Regions from separate parts of the Gossypium arboreum genome. Here region 2 is linked to region 1. Evidence: chromatin contacts called from public Hi-C data. All regions are on one chromosome and are shown on one strand. Each heading gives the region's core, a stretch centred on a gene start, on an enhancer-like site or on the middle of the called end of the contact. The rest is flanking DNA. Distances are from core to core; before and after follow the strand shown. Region 1 holds the start of LOC108484143 (auxin-repressed 12.5 kDa protein-like). Region 2 holds the start of LOC108457936 (ethylene-responsive transcription factor 4-like).

Region 1 (5,211 bases), core at 1,485-3,984:
ATATTATCAACATATAAATATAAGTGATTAACTTGGACAGTAACTAAAAGTATAATAAATATATATGATTAGATGAAAGTTAGTGCAAAAGAACCAAGGAAAAGAAAATGTTTCTACTAAAATAGTTTTTGGACAACAGAAGTAACTAAACTTTGAAAATTCACCAAAAAATTTAGAAATCAAATTAGAGGTTGAATCAAGTATGAAATTACATCCTATTTAGTCTAGTTTTGCATAAAAGAAATGGTGTAAGCAATGGAATTGTAGATTATGCTATATAATAATTTTTGTGAGACAAGATCAGAATAATTTTGGGTTCCCGTGTTCTAACTTTGAAAAATCATTATAAATTGTACAAAAATGTTTAGGAGATGAAATTCATATGAATAAAATTTTAATGGGTCTATTTTCAAGGGAAAAAATAGAAACTTAATACAAGAATTATGCTAAAAGATAATAATTTTTTAGTGAAGAATGGTCATAGTTGCCTAGCAGTAGAACAGGGGAAGATTTAAAGAATAAACTATATTAATTGACTTAAGTAGAAATTCTTAAAATTTTGTTGTAAAAATTTCATTGAGTCTAGTTTCAAAAACAAAAAGCAAATCTTAATTTCAAATTTTGTAGGTCAAGATATAAATAATTTAGTGACTACTACTCTAGTGGACAACCCTGTTAAAAATATGTAATTAGTGAAAACATAATTAATGTTGGATATAAGCATGCTATACTAGAAGTTATAAACACTCGTATAAATATATATACACTTATAAGATGTCAAATGGAGAGAAGGTGGAGGAAAAATAATAAAAAGCGTAATATTAAAAAGTTTTTATAAATGATGGAATTGCTAATATACAAGTAAAGTGTAAATGAATTGATGAAACATTAAGTGAATAATTGTTTTATGATGATTTAATGGGCTTATGTGTAAAATTTTAAAAGTAGTGCTAATCTCATAAATTTGATTGAGAATCAAATGATGTTGAAATATAAAAATAGATACATGTGAATGATATGAATGATGCATTAGTTGAGTTGATCTGGAATATGTTAATTAAACAAGACTTAGGTGGTAAAAAAAAATTGAAGTATGGAAAAATTGACGAAATAGGGTGCACATCGCGACGTCGAATGTACCACGTTGTGACGAACTCAAGTCAATGAGTGACATCGTAATGAGAAACCGAAACGTCACAAGGACAGATCGGGGTTTTGAAAATTTTGTAATTTAGTCCTAATTCAATTATAAATTGTTATAAGTGCCATCGAAAGTTCGAATTGAATTAATATAGATTTTTTAATTATGTTTTAAACTCTATTTAATCTTAGTAACGCGATTAAAATGATAAAATAAATTGAATTTAATAGCAATTACTCTGGCAATAAATATAATACCATGGTGTTGTGACCCGACAATCGAGTTAAGTATGAAAGTGTTACATTTATGTTTGAATGAATTAAATTTCAACATATAAAAAGAGGAGGTAATAGAATGGCTCACCTGTTGGCCAGAGAAGGGTTAAGTCGGAACTGAAATGTGTGGTGGGTGGTGGAAGTTCCAGTGGCAGTACAGGAAATGGTGCAAATGGATAGACAATCTATGCATAGACGAACCTTGGTTGTGTTGAAGAATGGCTAGTAATCTTGAAACTGAAACTGAAACTGAAACTGAAACTGAAACTAGTAATTTGCAGAATGTTCCAGATTTAGAGCGATTCACTAGCATCGAAAATTTAGAACGATTCTTTTCCAAGCATGCAAAGGGTTGGGTTAATCTAAAATGGAGGGTATTCTTACTCTCTTGCTTTTGGGTGGCCTGAGATTCTCTTTAATATATTTTGACAGTTTTCTTTAAAAAATATATATCAGCCAATTAAATAAAATATTATAAATTTCGTAAGAATTTAAGTAATTAATTACATAAACTATTATGAAAAGCTCATTGAAAGAAGTTCCATAATGATGTAAGGGAATGAGATCCACGTGTCATCTTGTAATACATGATGATGCTGTCGAGAAGAATAGGACAAAACTTGTATGAGAGGGTCACACTTGTGACTGAAACCTTTAACCCACTCTCTCCTCTTCTCTTCTGATTTTTAATTGAGAATACTATTTTGCGGGTCCCTTTCCCTTTACTCATTCTTATCCATCCGTTTCCATATCTCCACTCTTCAATCTTCTATTGCCAATATTCATTAAAATTTAAAGATTTTTATTTAAATAGTACATTTTCAATTTTGTATAATAACTCTCTTTTGGTATAATTAAACGAATTAAGAATTAAAGCTTAATTAATTGTACCCACTAAACTAAAAATTATATCCTATTTTTTAGTTAGTTTATTTTAAACTAATTTTAATTAAAAGTAGCAAGCAATATGAAAATACACTAACACATTTAGAAAAAATCAATCATCTTCATAATAAATAAATATAATTGTTTATATATATAATAAGTAAACTAATAGTTAGGACTTTCTTTATATAATTAAATTAAAATTAAAATTTTTATATACAATTGCATCTAATCAAAATATTCTTATTTAATTTTTAAAAAATCAAAATATATATTTAAAACAATCGTAATACTCCTTTGTAATTTTTACTTACAATATGTAAAATAATAATTTATATCTTAAAATTAAAGTAATAAATGAATGTTGTCCGGATAGCAAATGATTGGAAATAGCAAAAATCAATATCCATATTAGTAGGCAGGAAAGATATTTTGGGCTGAATCTTCCTCTATATATGCCGCCAAATAAAAGCCACCCAAAAGCACTAAAAACACAAACAGAGAAGAGATATAATTGAAAGAAAAGAAAAATGGTTCTGCTAGAGAAACTTTGGGATGATGTAGTGGCCGGACCTCAACCGGAACGTGGCCTTGGCCGGCTGAGGAAGATCACCACCACCCCACCCTTGTCCACCAAAGGTAAAAACAATTAGCTTTTGCATTTCATCATTTGTATTGTGGACATTTAAGTTTCACTCTGAAATTGAATCTTTTCATTAGATGAGGCTTCATCAATGGCGATGCCGACGAGTCCGACGACACCTGGGACACCATCGACGCCGGTGTCGGCTCGTAGGGACAACGTGTGGAGGAGCGTGTTCAATCCAGGTAGCAACCTTGCAACCAAAGGTATTGGCGCTGAAGTTTTCGACAAGCCTCAACCTAACTCTCCTACTGTTTATGACTGGTTCGTACAGATTTTTTTTCTTGTTCAGTTATTTGCATGCATGCTAGCTTGGATAATTGGATATATATAAGTGGGACTTTGATTTTGCTTTTTGGATGTTTGTGATCCCCATCTGTTTGGTTGCTGAGAAAATTAATCATAGAAGAGTCATATATATATATATATATATTAACCAGATGTTTTGGAATTTGGATTCTTTTTAATATATAGTACAAAAATGAAGAGTTTTTCAAAAAGGAAGCCTCAAAAACTTTCCTGTTTGTTTTTTTTTTTTCCTAACGTTTTCTCAGCAACCAAACGGAGGCTCAGAGACAGATCATGCCGGAAAACTTGGCTCTTTGTTTGGTAGCTGCGTGGAAATAACAGTATGCTGTAATTATTACATTAATCCATTTATAAGCTTTTCTTTTTAATTATTCTTGTCAATTTACTATAAGATGATAAATAACCAAAGATTAATAATTAGTGTAATTTGCATGGATCTAATTTCTGGGTGTTAACTAAAATTTAAGAAGAAAGTTTGGTCCGGATGGGATGGGATGCAGGCTTTACAGCGGGGAGACCCGGAGCAAGCATCACCGTTGATTAGGCGGTGGCTGACGGCGGCGGATGGTAGCAAAACCACTAGCAGAAGGTTGCAGCTACTGAAGGAGCAGGATTTGCATGTAAATATATATATCGTCCTTTTTAAAAGTTCTTCAATGGGTCAATTTAGTAGTAGTAGTAAGTAAGATGTTTAAAAGAGTAAGCGGCAGCGCAGGGTGGTCGATGACCTTATGTCATTCAAGATCCCGGCCGTGAGCGGCGGCAGCTGCTGCTATATTAAATAATTATTAAATAAAGGGAAGGGGTATTGTATGAATGATGTTGCGTTAGTATGTGATTGGAACATCAACTTATTAATTAATTTTGGGTTTTTAACTTGATGTGAACATTTTTGTGGATTGCATTATTTAGGTAAGAAAAGTGGATAAGGATTAAGGTGGTGTGGTGAGGTGGCGGGGATCTATTTGCTTACCCATTTCATCACAACCTTTGAAAATTCACCAAATTAATAATGCATACAATTTATATATTAACTCAATATTAAAACTTCAAATTCATGTTATTTAGTAGTAAATATTATCTGAATCAATATTATGATATATCCAAAAAAAAATTTAAATCTAAATAGATTTGCACATACATTCAAATTTTAAGTTAAAGTTTCATAATGACTACTTAATGTAATTGGTAATTGATAGGTCCTTTTCTTTGAAATTCTCCCCTACCTTTTGTCCTTTTTCTTCCGTAATTTGTAAACCAACCCTACTTGAATTAATAGATTTTCTTTTTTTGAAGTAGAAATATTGAATTTGTGTTTAAGTCCTTATACTTTGTGTTCATTTAAATTTTAAATCTAATTGTCAGCACCATTAAATTCATGTTCATTACAATATCATTTTTTGTTACATGACTATCAAGTGAAAAATTTTTTTATTTCAAAATGTCATACAAGTAAATTTAATAGAAGAATTTTATCGATGTTGCTTGAATTTTGAAATTTGAAAATTAGATAACAATTATTGTAAATAAAAATTAAAGGACTAAATTCTAATTATATGAATAGTACATAGACAAGAAGGATAGTTTAACCTCAAGCTAAATTCGTTTTCCTTTATTTTTGTTTAACTCAAATTAATTTTACTAATAGTTAAATTAATCTATTTTTGAACATTAAAATAAATTAACATTGAACATAAACTAAAGTGTCTGGAAACAATTAATTTTTTCTTATTTTTAAATATGAAATAATAAAATATAAATGTTAACAATTATATAGGTCAATTGTTAGTATTTGATATTTTGGTTGGGTACTTTTTATTTCACAAGTAACCTTAAAAAATTGTTATGTATCTTTTTTAATATTATATTATACTCTTATAGGACACTTATCAATCCTTAACCTTACTTGTAAAATTTAAAAACTCCACTGACAGTTAGGGGTGAGCGTTCGATTGAAT
Region 2 (5,211 bases), core at 1,983-4,482, 690 kb before region 1:
TAGGAAAAATATCATTTTAAAAAAATCAGAAAATTTTAGAAATTTTAAAATATACTTTCCTTTTTAAATATATATACTTTGCTCTTCTTCTTCTTTTTTTTTTAATATATATAAGGTTAGTATTTAATACAATGATAATATACTTTTTTTTGTATTCCACAATCAATTTTAGAAAATTGTCATTTGTCACTTTTTAAAAATATTTTTAATATTTTATTATACTCCTATAAGATACTTGTTAACCCTTAACTTGTTTATAGAGTTTAAAACTCCATTTGAGGTGTACCAAATATTATTCCAAGTATATAGTACAACAAGAGCATAAGTTCAAAAGAAATAGCAAAAATTTAGAAAATCTCAAAAAATTAAAAATAAAAAATAAAAACAATATCCAAAAATAAAAATATACTTTCCATTTTTAAATATATAAAATATAAAAGAACAAAAAATTGGGGAAAAAGTAGGAAAATATAAGTATATGTACAGTTTATATATTTTGTATATTTGAGTAAAAATGTTCGTTGCATGACTATTTTTCTGATTTTCTTTTCTTTTTATGATTTTTCCTTTTTTATTTTTGTTCCTAAAATGCAAAATATTAAAAAAATTGAAAGACATTCAAAATTATTAAAAAGTACTATAGATATTTATAAACCTATATTCCTTTTTGTTTTTTTCTATTTTTTCTAAATTCTTCTCTTTTTGAATATTCATTTTTAAAATATTTTACCTATTTTCGAAGAAAAATTATATATTTTCATTTTAGGATTTTTCATAATTTTATATTTTTCTATATTTTAATTTATTTAAAGAAAATAAAGATTGTTCGACGTGGGTTTGCAGGGAGGACACCCCTTCAGCTTTTTCTTAACGTTGTTAATGGTTAGGGAAACCTAATACTAAATTGGAAACTTTAGGTATCAAAATACAAACAAAACTTTAGGTACTAAAGTGATAATTAAGAGCAACTTTTAAAGGTAAATAATGTAATAACATTTTTATTAATTCTAAAATATATTTATAATTTTAAAAGGTTATCTATATCTTGGTACAAATATATTTTTACAAATCTAATGATATTTATATCGTATATTTTTATATTCTAGAAAAGTATTTTATAATTTTAATATTATTATTCCTTTTATAATTATTTTTAAGTCATGAAATTTAAATAATTTAATCTTTTGTAAAATTATTTACCGAAAAAAACCTCACGAAATCTAGGATTTTGAAATATTACATTTTAAAAGATTAGCAGTTTGAAAAAAAAACAAAACAAAACAAAGAAGTCTTAAATTTCTCATCGAAATACACACGGAAAGAATATAAGTTAAATATGTTACCTTATAAAATATATTTATAAAAATATAAAAATAAAATTTATTGATTCTTTTACCAGTTCATTATATCTCTACTCTTTTCACGTCAATCCTAAAAAATCATAAATTTGAATTACATAAGTACCAATCAGTGCTAAATTAAAATTTCATACCAAGGAAAATGAAATATTGAAATGGAAGTGAGATTTTGAAGCAGTAGAACAACATGATGGTTTTAAATAGAGGTGAATACTAGGATAAAATTGAGTAAAAAATATTGAGTTAATTAAGTTGATGAGTCTCACTTTATTATTTTAATTCTATTTGATTTTTTTAAATCAAATAAGGTGATAGAGTTAAATTAAAAAATTAAATATGTTAAATTAAAATCTTGTCACCGTATAATTAATTCTATTTTAGAGTATATATATATATATATATATATTTGAAACTATATATATTTAAAAACTCTTTCGATTTCAAAGTAAAATAAAAAAGATATTTTAGTATAATCAACTTAAATAGTTAATTTACTTATTTAAGTTTTCAAAATTATTATTTTATAATTTTTTAAAACTATTTTATATATTCTTTAGAATTTTTGTATTTTTATAAAAAATTTTAAAATATAAATTTTAAAATTTTATAAAAATTAAATATTTAAAAATTATTTAAATTTTTATTGAAAGAAAGACCAATTAACTCATTCTTAAAATTGAGCAAAGACCAAAGGTATATATACATTAATTCATTATTTAAGTTATTTAAATTATAAAATTCAATTTAACTAGAACTTAAAACTTAATTTATTTATTCAAATTATCTGAAACTGTCGAATAATTCTACTCAATTAACTTAAAATTTAAAAAAAAAATTCCTATTTTTTCCGTTAGAATGAAATGAGGCTCAACCATAATTTTAAATTAATTTCAAAGGTGTGGGGCCTAACGTTTCCGCTCAACAGCCGGCAGCAGAAAATTGGTGGCTGTGTTGTGGAGCGTGAAATCTTAGGAAATTTTTGTGGGCAGCCCCCCAGGCTGTCCCCCACACCACCCTATTTTTTAATTATATAAACATTTGTCCTATAATCTACGAATTTTCTAGAAAACACAACTCATTAAGAAACTAAACCCTTTTTTTATTCTATACGGTTGTTGTAATAAGATTTACCTTCTCAATTTCTATGACCACTTCTTTAGTTGTTATTCCACTTTATTATTTCATACACTCTCTTAACCAACAAACCAACAAATAATTATTAAATTATTACTACTGCTTCTTGATCACAAATTCAAACAATTCCATGTTAAAAAGCGGGTAAATGAGCGTGAGATTGACGAGAAGTTGAAAGAGAGTGAGGGTGGGAGCTGTCGGGTGAAAATGATACTAGACGTCAGAAGCTAATCATGTGGGCAGCAGGCGTTAGACTGAGGAGGCTTTATTGTTTTTGTTTCTACGACTGCTAAGTGGCAATCAACACGCGTAAGGAACAAATGAAACGTGCCCACTTGTAATTGGATTGCTGAGGAACACCTGTTGGTCCAAGCGAGCGCTTCAAAAGGAGCTGGGTCGGGGCTTAACAAATAAAATAAAGGGCTAGCCACTAGCCAGCGCCCCCCACTCCTTATTTATCGTATCAACCCATAAAATAACCAAATGTCACGCGGCGAGTTAGCAGAATATGCCGACAACTTTTTGGAACTCCCTCTTCTCACTTCACATCCCTACCCCACGCGACTTGTTCCCATTTCCACCACTTTGTGTGAAAGGACGCGATGGAAGAGAGTGTGAGATGGAGACCCATACTACCGCACGCAATCAACAGTATCATAACATCCGTTAGATAATAGTATAATAATAGCCATGATGATATAAATAAGATAACCCACGTGTCACGTTATTTACAAAACTGCCACCAGGCAGCCGCCCTCTCAGTCAAATCCCTCCTTGACTGTACCCTTCATTAGACTCTGCTTCAATTCCTCGCCGATTCCTCTCCTCCCCTTCTATAAAATCCTCCTCGCTTCGCCCTCCTCCATTCTATCTCAACCCCACACATAAATACCCTTTTACCAAAGGAGAACATTAAAACATAGCCCTACTCTTCGTTTTCTTCAAGCGGAAAACAGAAAACTGAGGCTTTCCCTTCTCAAATGGCACCGAGGGAGAAAACGGCGGCCGTCAAGGGTACTGGGAATAATAACGAGGTTCATTTCAGAGGAGTAAGGAAGCGTCCATGGGGGCGTTACGCTGCTGAGATCAGAGATCCAGGGAAGAAGAGCCGTGTTTGGCTAGGAACCTTTGATACGGCCGAGGAAGCAGCCAGAGCCTACGACGCCGCCGCTAGGGAATTTCGCGGCGCCAAGGCCAAGACTAATTTTCCGGTCCCTTGTGAGAATCTCGGCAAAGGTAATAACTGTAAAAGTAATGGTAACAACCACCACCATAGCCCTAGCCAGAGTAGCACCGTGGAATCCTCGAGCCGTGAGCCGGCGCTCATGGTTGACTCTTCGCCTTTAGATCTCAACCTCGTACAAGGTGAGGCGGTTACCGGTTACGTGCCTACGGCTGTTAGATTTCCTTTCCAGCAAGCTTCACCGGTGCCATATATTGCGGGCCGCAAAGTTTTCTACTTTGAACCGTTCGTTCGGCCTGGTGCAGTGAAAGGACACCCATTTCAACGGTTTGGATTCGATCATCATGATCTTCATGCGACGTTTAATGGTGTACAAAGCGACTCTGACTCATCATCCGTCGTTGATTTGAACCACCACGAGGTCAAGTCGCGCCCGCTTCTCAATATCGATCTCAACCAACCTGCCGTGCCGGAAATTGCCTGATTTATTTTTTAATATTGGCAGATCGTCAAAGCGGAAAGGCAAAAAAGAAAAACGAGTTTTTTAAAATTTCGTTGTTTAAACATAACTTTCTTAGCAGTCCCGAGGAAATATCGAAGGTAGATTTTAGAGAAAATGAGACCCAAAAAAAAAAAAGAGATAAATTTACGGCAACAGCTGTGATATTTTGATGTGATCTATCGTGGCAATCGAATGGCCCAGATTATGTGTATAGTTAGCTCAAGAACTCCTTTTTTGCAGCAGATAAACATCAGTTTTGTCTGTTGTTTTAATAACTAATTACTGTAATTTTTCCCCCTATGAATTAAGCACAACAAGTTTCCTTAATCCCGCTAGTTGTTTCCTCTTTTTTTGATTTACGTATATTTATGGGTTTGATAGTAATTATTTCTGCCGGAATCTGAAAACTAATTCCGGCAATTTCTTGATCTATGATGGATAACTTTACGTGTTTTGCTGATCTATTTTTAATTAGTGTTATGAGCGCATTACTTTTTGTTTTGTTCTGTTGGTTGCTGAATTGATATATTATCAAACTTCCTTAATTTGTACTAATTTGAAAAATTACTTATGATTCAAGTTTTGGGAAATGGGTGCTGGTAATTGCATTTTTAGAACCATTTGAAATGCATAGATGAACCAATTTTTTCCCAACACCAGATTTGTCAAAATATCCAAAACCATGGGCAAATAAATAGTAATTACAGTTTTGGTATTATTTTTTCTTCATGCCATTGGTTAAGGATGGAAATAATAAAAAAGATTCGCTATAATTCCTTTCTGAGATTTTCCGTTTAGCAATCAGGGTGGGAGCACAAGTGGCTAGGTTTGGAAGAGGGTTGGGATTGTGGGACCCAAGAGTACATTGTTTTAGAGGGAAGAAAAAAACAAGTGGGCGCGTGAGGTGATATGAAAAATAAAAGAGCGGGTTTTTAGATAGGAGACCGAAAGGTAGAATTCCCCATGTTGACTGGAGGGGTATTTATCGAGATTCGTGTCGGAACTGCACGTGCTATATGACCGTCCGATCTTTG

What was found. Hi-C and Micro-C count contacts between places; a contact is called where the count stands out from the background.
Region 2: a Hi-C map of leaf shows a contact between it and region 1, with 3 times the contacts expected there. The contact joins the promoter of LOC108457936 here to the promoter of LOC108484143 in region 1. A contact is called at or near these places in 2 of 5 Hi-C or Micro-C datasets (both in leaf).

Annotation. Positions count from the first base shown.
Region 1 is chr6:49,533,956-49,539,166 of ASM2569848v2, reverse strand. LOC108484143 (auxin-repressed 12.5 kDa protein-like) reads left to right here and starts at 2,734. Exons shown (of 4, transcript XM_053029518.1): 1 at 2,734-2,940; 2 at 3,022-3,208; 3 at 3,499-3,580; 4 at 3,721-4,129. The coding sequence starts at 2,832. The coding sequence ends at 3,571.
Region 2 is chr6:50,224,928-50,230,138 of ASM2569848v2, reverse strand. LOC108457936 (ethylene-responsive transcription factor 4-like) reads left to right here and starts at 3,232. Exons shown (of 1, transcript XM_017757150.2): 1 at 3,232-4,504. The coding sequence starts at 3,473. The coding sequence ends at 4,159.